Linked DNA regions of Salmo salar: region 2 is linked to region 1. A link is a contact called in public Hi-C data. All regions are on one chromosome and are shown on one strand. Each heading gives the region's core, a stretch centred on a gene start, on an enhancer-like site or on the middle of the called end of the contact. The rest is flanking DNA. Distances are from core to core; before and after follow the strand shown.

The links. Hi-C and Micro-C count contacts between places; a contact is called where the count stands out from the background.
Region 2: a Hi-C map of muscle shows a contact between it and region 1, with 8 times the contacts expected there. The contact joins the promoter of LOC106566046 here to the enhancer-like site in region 1. A contact is called at or near these places in 3 of 3 Hi-C or Micro-C datasets (blood, gill and muscle).

Annotation. Positions count from the first base shown.
Region 1 is chrssa12:86,510,923-86,513,541 of Ssal_v3.1, reverse strand. No RefSeq gene overlaps it. Among protein-coding and RNA genes, the nearest start is that of LOC106566047, 6.2 kb to the left of the region's middle. Within about 2 kb of position 1,326, at least 2 of the 13 cell types and tissues checked have an H3K27ac peak or open chromatin away from gene starts, as enhancers often do. A contact at or near this core is called in muscle, where this site is marked.
Region 2 is chrssa12:86,577,644-86,580,262 of Ssal_v3.1, reverse strand. It overlaps LOC106566046 (F-actin-capping protein subunit alpha-1), which reads right to left and starts at 1,320. Exons shown (of 10, transcript XM_014133853.2): 1 at 1,189-1,320. The coding sequence starts at 1,227. It overlaps LOC106566045 (suppressor of tumorigenicity 7 protein-like), which reads left to right and starts at 1,241. Exons shown (of 15, transcript XM_014133852.2): 1 at 1,241-1,520; 2 at 2,328-2,410; 3 at 2,613-2,619. The coding sequence starts at 1,313.

The DNA of each region.
Region 1 (2,619 bases), core at 77-2,576:
ATGGACAGTGGAGGTGATGCTGGTAGTGCTGGGAGTGGCCTAAAATGACCAACACATGGACAGTGGAGGTGATGCTGGTAGTGCTGGGAGTGGCCTAAAATGACCAACACATAGACAGCTGAGGCGCAGTATGTGTCTCTCCTGGGAGTGAGGGGAGCAGGGGGATTCAGAAGCCTAATGAAATTATTGTCTGCTTAATTATATGACATGACACATCACGGTTGTTTTTGGCCTCACAAATCTTTTTATTCTAAAACACGGAGCATACATGCTTCACTGTACATAAAAAAGATGTGTCTACCCACAGCTACTGGCTAAGCTTGAAGTGTTTGTCCTTCCTTTGGTTACGTCACAGCCAGACCGAGGCTGCGGTGTCCTCATTACGTGTGACCCTGTCTTTCTTTACCTCCCGGACGGGCTGTAGATTTTACAGTGACAACTCTATAACAAATTGCTTTACAGGAAGCAGGTGATGGGCCACTGGGCCCCCTGTCTAGAACGCTCCAGCTGTGGAGTCTGAGCGCTCAGCACCATGCCACAATGCGACCATTCCTCCTATTCTGGGCCAGGCTCATGGTCCAGGCTAATTTTGGACGGGAGGACAGTGGCAGGGGAGAGACTGTGCCTGTCCCATCAGATGTCTGTCCTGGCCTGGATGACGACATAGCCAGCCTCTACCGCGTGTCACTTCCTTCGGCGTGTTAATAGATCTCCTCTTACAGGGTCGGGACAGTGCAAACAGTCACTCAGGATATTTTGTGGTTGGAGGTCTGTGAAGGGGTTGTAAATTCTATCTGTAAATCACAATGGCTAATGTGTTCACCTTGACCTCTCTGGCATGAATATTGTTCACACCTTGTCCAACATACCTACCGGTAGTTGAGGATGATATCATATCACATCCTACTAACTACACCATGTCTTATTACTGTACCTTGCTACAGTACATCCCTTGGCTCTCTCATGCTGTACCACAACGATTTACAGCATAGTCTGTTGTAGAACCTCCTGGTTGTGGTGATAACAGACATAGTGCTATTCTAGTGCTATTTCTACTTAAAGAACCACTTTCTTTTCTAAGAAAAAGTGCTTCATTAGCAAACTAGTCTTAGAGGACAGTAAAATGCATCTAGGTCAAGTGATAGGCTGGCATCAGACATGGGAGCTTAGTCTGCCTCCGCTCTGGCCTTCAGCTGCCCTCAGCCCGGGCCGGCAGATAGGACCTGCCTGAGCCCTAGCCTGTCACAGCAGCTCAGATGTGGCCACTCACAGCTCATCATCCAGGGACTGTGTTTACTGAGAGAGCTTTGCTGGAGGCCAGACATGTCTGTGTTGGCCTCGCAATGCGGCCCTGCTGTCCCACACAGGAATGTTAATGAGGTGAGTGGAGCAGGGGAGGTGACCCGCTCTGTTCCCATGCAGGCAGGAGAGGAGAGGAGGAACCGCCTGTCTGCTGAGAAACGGGTCTGCTACCCCGGTCGGTTGGTCAGTGCATGCTGACCTGCTCCACACTTCATAAGGTCACTCACTCTGAAATGACTTAACTTTGGCTTCAGATACCGGGCCATAGTAAGGCACATGTTGGACCATATAGGAGACATGTTGAATATGAGCAACGGAGCGCTGGGTTACTAATGGACTGACTTTGGATGAGACAGAAATTGTATACATCTACTTCACTGTAACATTTCAAACCACAGATTGTATGAAACAAGTTTACACTACAAGTTTACACAACAAAATTACACTATTTCAATTGAAAAGTTTGTGGTCATACTCAAATCCTTAAAAAACGTAGGTGCTGGGCTAATAAAGAATACATGTGAAGAACAGAAAAGATTCACCGCTTGAATTGGGAGCATAAACAGTGTAGAGGCCTTCCTGTTCTTTATTTTATTTGCAATTTCACAACAGCTGGTGGCTGCCTTTGTGCTACTCTTGATTTTGTCATCACCCAAAAGACGAACACATACCAGAAGAATACAACATGAATGTTTTGGGTTGAAGCATCAGTGCCTTATTCATGGGAAAGTTGTAAGTGGTGTGGTAATTACAACTTTACATATTTTATTTTCATTTAATCTTTATTTAACTTTAACCAGAGCTGTTAAGTCCAATCCTTTTCTGTTGGCTGTGATTAGAGCGAGCGCCATTCATTGTGTGTGTAGTAGAGGTGTGTGTACACAGTGATTTTCCAGTGTTATCTGCTGGCTGGGGGCTTTATACCAGAGACAGCGAGAGTGAGTACCTTTGCCTGCTACGTAATGAAACAGTGACACCTGCTGGATAGGGCCACAATCAGTGGGATTCAAAAGAGGAACAATTTCAATTGCATGCATTTCCTTGATTGTTCACCTTCTCTCTCCTCACCTCCTTCTCAAAATCCATTGGATCAGAAGGTTAGAGTTCCCGCCCCTATGACTTTCTCAGCCAATGGGTTTTGTGAATGACACGAGGAGAGAGGACGCAAGGAATCAAGGAAATACAATTGAGATTCTCTCATAGACCAGAAGAAAGCAATGGACAACCAGTAAAAACAGGAAAGCATGGTCAGATCCTTTAATGTGCGTTGGAAACTACCAGACCAGGGTTATTGATCAATAGATATATAAATAGATA
Region 2 (2,619 bases), core at 71-2,570, 67 kb before region 1:
TAATTCAACAGTAAAAGTAAAGTATTTTTTGCAACACTTCACTAGGACATTGTAAACACTACCAACAGGTTCTGGAACTTCTGGTGTGTGTGTGTGTCTGTGTGCTGTTGCCATACAGTTAAGATGCTCCCAAACACTGTTCCTTCACATGCTAAGTATTGTATTTACAAAATACCTATGCCCATTCTACTGGTCTGTACATGCATCTGACCACATCCCTGCTGTGGGCCTACCACTGAAGTGGCAGGAATGCTAGACACCAGTAGGCAGCCTCAAACATGTATCTATCTGCATGCTGCTGACAGCAACAATGGTCAAATCCAAGCTCTCATATTAACGTTGATTCGTTTTTGGTGATTCAATCTCAATTGGTGGAAAATGCCCAAAATCACTTTTATCGTGTATGACCTTCAGAAGTCTTGTGAATAGGGTTGTATGTGTTTGTGGGCTTTTTCATGAAATCATGACTTCAATGATTCCTATACCAAATAATTGGTCAATCGAAAGTTTGTGTTGTAATGCTTTACAGTCAATAGGCCAGGGGCCATCCCAAGACAGAAATGTGATTATAAAGTATGCCTAATATATTCAGAGTTGTTTCTAGCAGGGTGTGGAGGCTGTTGCAATCAATACAGGAAGTAGTGGCCTTTTCTGGCTAACCAACGTTAGTTAATAATATGATTTTAGACTAAAGCTATTTGCAAATAACCCATGAACAATTGTATGATCATGTATTGCTAGATAGTAACTACCTGACTCGGGGGGACAATTGCCATTGTAATGTTAGCTAGCCACCGTGCAAAAGCCCAAATGTGGCAAAGCCCAGCTAAAGTCAGACTTGACTGTGCTAAGGCACATACTGTACTAGCTAATTTCTGGCTAAGGAACATGGCTAACATTTACAAACATTTTAGCTAGCTAGCTAAGCAGTAAGCAAACTGCTTCTTGTGTATGGTATGTTTTAGCATGATGTATGGAGTTGTATATAGCTACTGTATCTAACTAGGTGATACAATGTATTCCCGTGTCAGTTTGTTCGCTAACTGTAGCTAGAATGTAGTGTTAGCTTAGCGAGCTAGTTGTAGCTTAGCAAACATTTTTTTGCGGCCAAAATATTTGAGAAAGGACACAAACAACCGAATCTACTAAACGTCGTAAAACAATGAGCAAAGCTTCTCAAGACTATACCTTCTCTTCCTCCGTGAGCTGTTCTTCGAAATCGGCCATCTTGGCTCATGAGACAAACCTCTTCTGATCCGCGACTGACTGCAGCGGACAGTGAGGAAGCGGATCTTGACAGTACCACTGGCACATGATTCCTCTGTTTACAGCACAGCCATCCGTTAAAAACATGGAGGACGCGACCAGCAGTAATCCTCAATCTCTTGGATTTACAGATAAATTAAAATCATGGTTGTCCTGGTCATGGACATACATATGTGCCGTTTGGTTTGCTATGGTTTTAACTATGATCTATGTTCTGCGAAGCCCCTTGAAACTGCAGGACACTCTTACCTCAGGTGAGTTAGCTAACGCTAGCTTTCTAAGAGTGGGCTAGCTAGCGAATGCAATGTAGCTAGCTAGCTAGCCAGCCTTCTAACGTTAGCGAGCTAGCAAATAGAAATCGAGAGACCGTGGAGGAACTGAAAGTTTGACAGCAAGCTGGCTAACTGTATGACAACACATTGCACAAAACATATCCCAGGTTGGTTTATTTATTGAATGGTAGCGAGACATATTAGCTAGCTAATGTGGCTACTAGCTATCTACGTTAGCTAATTTAGCTAGCTGTTAATGTTACGCTTGTGCATAACTAGCCAGCTACCTAACGTTAGCTAACATAATTCAACAATGCATAATGCTAGCTAGAATTGCATTAAAAAAACTTTATTTAACTAGGCAAGTCAGTTAAGAACAAATTCTTATTTCCAATGACGGCATAGGAACAGTGGGTTAACTGCCTTGTTCAGGGGCAAAACGACAGATTTTTACCTTGTCAGCTCGGGGATTCGATCTAGCAACCTTTCGGTTACTAGTCCAACGCTCTAACCACCACGCAGAAGTTTATTTGTCAGTGTGTCTATTAGCTTGTTACATAACATTAGCTATATCTTCATCTAGCTATATGGTCATGGTACTTCAACATCACTACTGTGGCTAGCTACAGTACACACTGACTCAGTCAGCAACTGCCAGTGTGGTGGGCTCTGCATGATCAGCAAGCTAATAGCTACCTTCAGAGTGGACAGTGTGAATCCCTGTTAGGCAAGTGTCATTCATTTTTATGCGATGCGTTTGATCTAACATAGCGTTCATTGTTGTTTCAGCATCTGTGTTCTTGAATACACTGACCCCTAAATTCTATGTGGCACTCACTGGAACATCCTCTCTCATCTCTGGCCTAATCTTGGTGAGTTGTAATGATCACAGAGTTATTTGTAGTTTGATTGTAGACACTACATCTGGAAATGTGGATTTCAAATACCAACACCAAAGGTAGCATATTGTACAGTTAGTGCACAATAATTATATGATAATCAAATAAATTGTTTAGAAGATTTGTGTACCGGTACATTGCTCTCTGTATGACTCTCACAATCCCCTGCCCCCAGATATTTG